Regions from separate parts of the Gossypium arboreum genome. Here region 2 is linked to region 1. Evidence: chromatin contacts called from public Hi-C data. All regions are on one chromosome and are shown on one strand. The core of a region is the stretch at or near the end of the contact, and the rest is flanking DNA. Distances in the headings are between cores, read along the strand shown.

Region 1 (4,834 bases), core at 1,321-3,820:
ACATCTATAGCAGTTAGACCACCTTGAAACCAACAAGAGCTCAATTGTAGGCAACAGGAAGGAAAGTTGGAATTTGATACATCTATAAGAAGAAAATCATGGTATTCACAATGCGTTAGGGTCCATCAAGGTGTTTTTAACCAATTTAAGACACATGGATCAATATGGTTTTGAAAAACACTAAAATCAACCTATAAAGGGAGTGAAAAAATAATCAGCACACAAAGCAAATCTCGTCTTGAATGCCAAGCAGCATTACCTTCATAATAGAAATCGCAGCGGAGACTTGATTTCTAACTCCAAGAACAATCCAAATCAATGAATTATCAGAACCTGCCGGTATAATTCCAATAGGTATAGAAATTCCTTCTTTTTGATTGTCTCTACTAAGCAGACCATTTAGAACCTACACATTTACCAAGATAAAGTAACTAATTAAATGATAAAAACAGAAACATTAGTAGAGAACCTAATAAAACTCAACACCCAAAGAACATTGAAGCTTTATACTCAATATTATGATTCCAATATCAAAAAAATACTCAGCCGTCCCTATAATGGAGATAAAAAATCTGATGGTAGCAAGTACTGCAGGTATTGGAAGGAAATATACTAGAACACAAGCGAGATACAGTTCAAAGGTTTTAAGTTTATATCAGCTTCTGAAGAGGAAGATGACAATGAAAAGGAGCAGGATGCGGACGGTTATCATTCAGGAGAACATTAAAAGTGAAGGAAACATGGAGTTTTCATTTGATGATGATGCTTAAGGCGATTAATCTTAGAAATAGATTAAGAAATTTATTAGACACAGAACAATCATTTAAATTTATTAATGTTCAATATTTTATGCACCATTTTGCTCCGGCAAGTGCTTTTCTTGCACCTCAAACAATATCGGGCTCCTAATTTCTGCTTACACTCTTGAAAATTGAACAACAGGTTATCTAGAAAAATAAATAAATATGAAACATCAATCAGAATTTAACTAAAATTGAAATGGCTAATCTCATTGATAATCCCATCACCACCAAAGCATATAATTCCTGAAAGTAAGTAAAATGATCTAAATTCATATTAACAGGTAAGATGATGATAACAATCATTAAAAACATAAACAAAGCTAGAATAAGTAGTTAAATTTTGAAGCAGTACTATCATCAAGGCATGTGTTGATGTCAACAGTAGATGCCAGCTTTTTAGCATGGCCTGCAGATGTTGTTTTGACTACCTCCAATTTAAATCCAGCAAGCTGTCACGGTTTGCATTTACAACAAGCCTAAAGTCTGTGTTTCTTATTGACTATAAGAATAACAGGAAAAAAGAAAATAGACGTAGAACTAAAGAAAAAAGCAAGAATTTATAGAAAAATGAATAAAGCGTGCCACAAAAGAAAAGAGGATTTTTTGGTAAATAATACATAAAAAAAAGTTACTATAATAGTTGATATGTACCAAAATAATAAAAATGAATAATGCAACATTTTTCTGACACTAGATCGCCATACCAAAAGGCGATTTAGCCTTCTTTTCCCAATAATGCCGGTCAAAAAGGGAGCCAGGAAAGAGTAGCCGATTTAGCCCCCAAGGCAACAGAGATTCTCTGTCCCTCACAGGGCCAAAATGACCCCTCCCTAGCACTAATTAGACTGGCCAGTGCGTGCCTCACTCGGCTTCCAGTCCCTCCCTACACCATTCTCTTTTTTTTTTTTTTTACCAGCATTATTGGAAAAAGAGAGGGCTAAATCACTTTTCGGTATGGTGATTTAGTGTCAGGGAAAATGTTACACTATTCATTTCGTGATATTTAGTGAATAATTGACAAAATATACTATTTTGGTATTTCTTGAATTATTTAAAAAAAAAGATAATTATCTGAGAAACTAATAATAAAAGCATACACAATCATAAGATGCATTGACACATCAATGCAAGTTCATTTAAGAGAAAATTATATTATGGATTTTATTCATCTTATGGGTGGATAAGGTGGATAGGAAGAGAACTACAGACTAGCAACAACAATTATGATCAAGGACAACTGATTAGTGATTCCAAAGTATCAAATTCATAAATAATATGGAAAATTAGAAAAATCTATATAAACTGGTAAGATAAAAGATACAAAACATACCTTAAATATGGGTTCGACAATTCCATGGAAAACTTTACTAAAACGACCCATTCAGGTTTGGAATTATCTCTGCAATAGATCATTCCAATAAGGTTTAATTTTGGGTTTTTGTTTGCAATCATCCTATTTAGTTTCTTTTATCTTTATAGGTATCCTACAATGTTGGTGTTAGACATTTCACTGTGCATTCTTACCCTCTTAAAAAGGGTGCTTGTGGCTTTTCGGTTTTTATTAAACCAAAGAGAAGGCATAAGGATTTTCGATTCTTGGCTTCTAGTGTAGAAGAGGCGGTTCAATGGGTTGGTGGGTTTGCTGACCTGCAGTGTTATATCAATTGTTTGCCTCACCCTTAGTTTCTTCGAAGAAGAAAGCTTCTTCTAAATTGGTTCCGATGGATACTCCACCTGAGCTTGTGTTCAAATGCAAGAATCCTCCAAAAATGCGATTACGGCGATTACGGCGACAATTCCATTGAATATGGAAAACTTCTTCTAAATTGGTTCCCATTCCTTAAATATGGGTTTGACAATTCCATTGAAACCCACCTGAAAAGGAAGGAGGAAGCGGCGGCGATTACGGCGACGAATGAGATTCCTGTCGGAAAGAGTTAGGTTTGGATAAAGCGGATTCGTTGGTTGTAACTTAAAATTGAAGAAAGCACCTTTGTCTTTTAGGTTCTTCTTATTTTCATTTTAATTTATCTTTGGTCAAATATGAGAATCTACCTTTGTTGTTCCATTTTTACTTTCTTTTGCATATTTTATTCAACTACTGCTCCATTATTTTTATTATAAAATATCATACTTGTGCTAAACATTCTCAATTTTTAATTTCAGTCTTATTTAAACTTTAAAATAACCAAAGCATTAGTAAACAATTATAATCTTTTTGTCAATTTAAGGATTAAATTTGTAATCATATAGAAACACTGTGTTTACGATCTAATTTGCGTTATTTTAAATATGTATCATCTCATATTTGAGCTAATATTTAATATACAAGTGTTAATAGATAAGACATATGGGTAGCAAAGTTGGGTGTTCACACAATAGTTGAGTGTTGAGAGTCGCTGAAGAAGGAAAGAGGTGTTTCTCTATATGTGTGCGTAAAGAAGGAAGAAGAGTATTTATAAGAGAAGGTGGGCCTCATTTAACCTTAGATTTTACACGTGTATAATACGGCTTTCATTGTGTCGACCATATAGGGAGCACAATAACTCTCTAGATAGGTAATTATGGAATATACATGGACTAGGCGAAGTCCATGCAAGGAAAGATCCAACACTTGCTATTAGTTGGCATAGTGTTGTTTTTGGTGAGGTCATAGTTGGTAATATCCTGATACAACGAGGTAAGGGTGGTGAAATTTTTATTGAGTGAGGTACCGATAACAACAAATTAATGTCTATGTTGATAGAAGAATTTGATCGATATTGATATTAATACTTTAAAATTTTAATTACAACGGTTTGAAGTTTGAGAATAATTTAAAATCTTAATCATAGTTTGAGGGTATATAATGGAATTAACCCTAATAACAATAAACTACATTTCATTTTTGTTAGTTGGAGCAGTAAAGAAAATTGAGAAATGCTGCATTTGCAAGTCTTCCCAACGCAGCCAATTTTGACTTCTCTTTTCTTATTTCTTCTGACATTTAGGAAGAAATTCAAATGAGAGGAAATTGGAGCCTTAAACCTTATCGAAAATAAGGGGGAAAACCATAAATTTTTTTTTTGGGCTACATGACTTTTATGGCAAACTATTTATTCATATTTCTTATTTTATTTTTTTAACAATTTTATTATACATTTTGATAATATCTGTTTTTTTTAGATAATGATTAGAATTATTTATAACTCCTTCTCAACCCATTAATAAGAAGATAATGTATTTTAATACACTCGAACTTATGTCCTTTTACATTAACTACAATACGCATACCAATTGAAATAAGAATCAATCAACATTTATTCGTATTTTTTAAAACTTAAACAATTATTATAAAAAATTTAATTTAAGGTCATGGTGGCCAAAATGGATGAAACAGAAAATACAGAATCTTTTGTTTCTACAATATATATTTAATTGCTATTTTGAATCGGGTCGATTTAAGTTTTTTTCCAGGTCCAATTAAGATTCTAAAATATAAAATAAGATTCAATTTATTTGAAATAAAAATAAGGTATAATAATTTATTTGGTACTTCAATTTTATAGAAAATTTATTTTAATTTTTCACTTAATTTTAACTCTTAAACTTGTATTGTTTGTCAAATTATCCTAAAATAAATGAAAAAGTTAACTTATATTAATTTTATGGATGTGGCACCCTCATGGAAGTTTATGTGCATATCACATTAGCAATTAATTAATTTTTAAAATTAAAAAGTATATAAAATTTTATACTTCTAATAACTGTTAAATTTTTTAAAAATAATTTTATACTTTTAAAATTTTTATATTTAAAAATAAGTAATTTCTAACGTGGTAGTCCACATGTATGCTACATCAACAAAGTTAATAAATGTTAACTTTTTCATCTATTTTGAAGATAATTTGACAAATAATACAAATTTAAATGCTAAAAAGTGACATTTTAAATAAAAAGCAAAAATATTTTTTAAATAGAGGACAAAATAAATCATTGTGCCTAAAAATAAAATTAACTATTTTTAATAAATATGGTTTCTTTTAGAAGGA
Region 2 (4,834 bases), core at 1,501-4,000, 42 kb before region 1:
TAACCATAGGTCTATGATGATAATATTCAGTTACCGGGTTGTCTTTGTAAACGGCAGTGGCATACTTAGGAATAAGTTCAAATCTATCATTTGTTATGGCAAATGTCCATTTGCTTTTCCCGTTCAATATTATATTTAAGCCATGCTATGTTAAATTTGATGATTTTGGTACTGGAAAATGGCTTGTATAACAATAATATATCTACATGCAACTCGTTTGTATCAAAGTTTGTGTTTGTTGATTAAAGTTTCGACTTTCGGTCTTCTTTCGTGGTTTCCGAAAGCATTAGCTTCCTTCATCGATCGTTTGTTTTCCTTCTTACAGGCTTTATGCGAAGAAGTTCATGTGCAGTATGTGCCACCGAAACGGGTGTAATGGATAGCCTCAATAACATTGTAAGGATGGAAAACTGCATATTATTAGTAGTGATGGAGGAGAATAGTAACACAGTGAATTGCACCAACTTGTGGGATTTTGACAAGTTGGTAAACATACTAGTCATCCACAAGAAAGATTTTGCATGGAATTTGGTTCTTGGTGTCAAAAAAGGCTTTTATAAATCTGGCTATTACTTTGTTGTCCACAATTGCAAATTAGAATATTTGAATTCAGTTTGTTTCATAGATTCATCTGCTTCATGTTTTTTTTTTTACGGGCTATGGAGACTAAATTTTTTGAGGTCCATAGTTGTCCCTCTCAATGATATTACTTTTAGAGTTTGTTCTCTCCTATAAAAATGTATCGTGCTTACATCAATTTAAAATTTTAAAACATTTTTAAAATGGAGTTTATCATATAGGAAAGCACAACTAATTTAAGTTGCCATAATTGAATTTTTTGGGGATTAAATTGTTTGAACATTGATTTTATAATTTTAAATATTCTAAGTACCAAAATTTTCTAAGTATATTTTAAAACTACTACTGTCTAGCTTTCAAAATATACTCTTTTTTTTAAAAAATTATCTATTATAAATTTAAATTAATTAGAAGTCAAAGTTTGAAATTTGACTTATATTATTTTAAAACTACCACATTCTAAGTTTTTAAATATTTTTATTTATTGTAAAATTAAAAATATTAACCACTAAAAGTCAAAATAAACTATCCTATGTACCAAATATCTACCTGTTGATATATATATTTATAAGTTTTCTTGCAAGAAATATATTTAAATGTTGTATTTTTAGTTTTATATGAGGAATAATTTTATGAAAAACACAATCACAATAAAATCAAAATATATCTAAAAGAATTTAATATAAAATACTAAATTCACACGTGACTTAAATATGAGGCTGCGGACATTGTTGTCCTTCCGAATTTCAACACGTGTTTATTTAGGCTTTTATAATATAAAAATATTCTGTTTTTATAAGTTGGAATTTTTTTAAAATTTCAAAAATATATTTAAGTGTTAATCTTATTACAATTATTTTATTAAATTTATTGGTGTAATATTTTGAAATATATTTTTATTTGATAAAAAATAACAAAATTAATAATAATTGTAATGCATCTAAATATAACAGAAAAATTTTAATGATGTTAATAATTGAACTTATATTTTTAATCTGTAAAATAAATGAATTAAATTTTAAAGATGCAAAATTACATAAAATTAAAATATATTTTAATGTAAAAAGATGTTAAGTCATGATTTATCTCTTAGACTACATTATTTGTTATTTTGATATTTAATTTTTTATCATATTAAATTATCATTTTCATTCGAATATACTTAAAATAGAAAAAATAACAATAAAATGTGACATGTTTTACATATTTATTAAATGCCAATAATTTGAAAGTAAAACGATATGTAAGGGAAAAAAAATAAGAGAAGGGATAAATTGTTTGTTTAGCCTTAAAAAAGTTGAAATGAGTAGAGATTATTTGAGAGCAAAACTGGGATAAATTACTAAGATTATTGTAGTTGGAAATATGGGAAAAAGTAAAAATAAAAACAAAAACAAAGAAAAAAGCTAAAAGCGAAGTAAATCTTTGGGGGAGGAATGAATAATACAAGAGTGTAGTTTGAGCCTTTGCCCACACAAGAGGGACAAAAAGGAACCAAAAGGAAAACCCATCCACCGCATGTACGCACGCCTATCTACCCATCCCTCACCTTCCAATAAAACATTTTCTTTTTTGCTTTTATTATCTAAATGTAAAAGTTTGATAATTAAGATTATTCCAAGACATCACTTCAAATTTTTAAATGATTATATGGCAACACATCATTAATTTATATTTAAATATTGAAATAAATTTAATTAAAAAATATATTGATTAAAATATCTAAATTTGCAAGTTAAAATATTCACCACTCTAATTATAATTAGATTCTGAGTCTTGTTGTTTTAATTCAAATACCAATAATTCTACATCCAAAGATTTACAAAATCTCCAATGGGCCACCTACCACCACGTGTCCCTTACATTAATTTTTTTCCTTTTATATTGGTTTTATTAGTAAGTCGGCCTGCAAACTATATCCAATTTTCAATATCCATCCTTAAAAGTTTTTATTTTAACTATTAATTTTATTTCATTTAATAAAAAAAGAATCTACTACATACTATGCCACATTTCACATTCTTATTGGATAATATTGTTTTTAAAACTAGGACAAAATTGATAACCTGAAAACCACTTAAAAATTGTAAGGACTAATATGTAAAATTATGGTATAATTGAAGGGTTAAATTAGAAATACAACCTTTTACTTTTCAGTTTCTAAACTCCTCCTGCAGTCCTCTCTCATACTACAAAAAGCCACCACACCACCCACCACTCTCCTCACTGTTCTGTTCTTCAAAACTACTCTTTTTTGGCTTATAAGGTATAGTATCTCATTTCTCAATTTAACTCGACATAAAGCATTTTTATTTTTATTTTTTTGTTTGCTTGTAATTTGTTCATATGGTTTTATACATATATATGTATATATATATATCTTAAAAAACCATCTCTGTATTTACCTCATTTGATCTCTCTCACCAATCCTACCTTAACCCCATTCTGTTTATCTCAATGTTCCTTTTCTCTGGGTTTTCTTACCCAATCTTTTTCATTGATGACTTTTAATATTTTTTAATTGATAATGGGTGCAGCAGAGCAGATTTTTATTTTGAGCAAATCAAAAAGGAAATGGCGAATATAGACATTGATGGGATCTTGAAGGAGCTGCCAAATGATGGCCGTATCGCCAAAACCAAAATCGTTTGCACTCTGGGTCCGGCATCGCGATCGGTACCCATGATCGAGAAGCTGCTGAGGGCCGGCATGAACGTTGCTCGCTTCAATTTCTCCCATGGCAGCCATGAATATCACCAGGAGACCTTGAACAATCTCAGGGCTGCCATGCAAAGTACCGGCATCCTCTGCGCCGTCATGCTTGACACCAAGGTTCCCCTTTACCCCATCATTATCTCATAGTTTTATTACTTTCTTTTTTATCATTATTTGTGTATTTGAACGGGGATTAAAGGGTAGATTAGAGATAATAAAGAAATCAATTTTTGGGCCCAGAAATTCTCTACTTTTAGTAACCAAGCATTGCTTATATGGATATTTGTTTGTTAAAGTCCAAATGAAAGATAATGTGTCATTAGATACAAGGCACACTCTATTTAGGGTGAGTTCAGATCAGTTCAATAGGATTTTTTGAACTATCCATCATAATCCAATTCCTTTTATTTGGTTTTTTGTTTTTTCATACTAATTTTAGATTTTGGGTTCCTTGGACTCTTTTTTTTTTTTATATTATTTGTTAGTTTTTAAAATCTGCTAAAATTAAATTTTTCAAGTAAATAAAAAATCAATAAATCTAATATAGTTTTTAACATAATTTTTATATAGAATTTTTAAGTTATTTTAATTATTTTAAACCTAGAATGTTTATTTTAGATCATAAAAATTAAAGTTAATTATAAATTAATAAAATATAAAATTTGGTTCGGATAATTATGGTTTTTTTAACTTTTATTTAAAAATAGTCTAAACACCTTGGTTCCAATCAGTTTTTGATTTTTTTCCTTAGCCTTAAACTCTAGTTGCTTGAAACCCTTGTATATATATACAAGTTTTTTATTAGTAAATATGCATGATTTTTATGGCTTATATCTGCTGAATACTCCATAAGTATAAAATTTGATATTTTCCCTTTCTTACTGGTAAAGGTATGGTTAATGAAAAAAAGTGAAATCTAAAAGGAAAAATAAAGGTATATTCAATGAAGAAAAGTGAAATCTAAAAGAAATTAAGGCGAACTTCAATAAGTCGGGCTTTTTTTTATGCCTATCACCTTGCAAAAATGGGCGTCTAGGCGCACACAGTGTGCGCGGGATCGAATGGCCTTGGCCCGAAATGATTTGAAGCTGTTTTGTTTTCTAGCTAAGATGCAGGCTCGCCTAGGTGCAACCTTGATTGACTGGGATACGATCTGACCTCCAAGGATCCTCTAAATACATGAAAAAACTTAGAAAAATCTAACTATAACAGTGTAAGGCACATACACTTGAGTTTGAGTTCAAGTCCGAGTCCGAGTAACATAGGTCATAAGAATGTCTGGGTTTTCTTTTCTCTTTGTTCTCAGCTCTTCTAACTTCTATATTTTCCTTCTTTGAGATGGTAGTTTGTGTTTGATTTGCTCTGTTGTGGCAGGGTCCCGAAATTCGAACCGGATTCTTAAAGGATGGGAAACCTGTTCACCTTAAGGAGGGCCAAGAAATTACAATCACAACTGATTATGTTATCAAGGGGGATGGGAATATGATCTCAATGAGCTACAAAAAGTTGGCTGTTGATCTCAAACCCGGGAACACCATTT

Evidence for each region. A called contact is a pair of places that touch in the nucleus more often than the background predicts.
Region 2: a Hi-C map of leaf shows a contact between it and region 1, with 3 times the contacts expected there. The contact joins the promoter of LOC108464503 here to the enhancer-like site in region 1. A contact is called at or near these places in 2 of 5 Hi-C or Micro-C datasets (both in leaf).

What each region holds. Positions count from the first base shown.
Region 1 is chr13:10,067,322-10,072,155 of ASM2569848v2, reverse strand. It overlaps the pseudogene LOC108462627. Among protein-coding and RNA genes, the nearest start is that of LOC108464386, 11 kb to the right of the region's middle. Within about 2 kb of position 2,570, at least 2 of the 2 cell types and tissues checked have an H3K27ac peak or open chromatin away from gene starts, as enhancers often do. A contact at or near this core is called in leaf, where this site is marked.
Region 2 is chr13:10,109,016-10,113,849 of ASM2569848v2, reverse strand. LOC108464503 (pyruvate kinase, cytosolic isozyme-like) reads left to right here and starts at 2,750. Exons shown (of 4, transcript XM_017764840.2): 1 at 2,750-2,845; 2 at 3,120-3,411; 3 at 4,669-4,834. The coding sequence starts at 3,154. LOC108463424 (transcription elongation factor SPT4 homolog 1-like) reads left to right here. Exons shown (of 5, transcript XM_017763366.2): 5 at 326-624. The coding sequence ends at 376.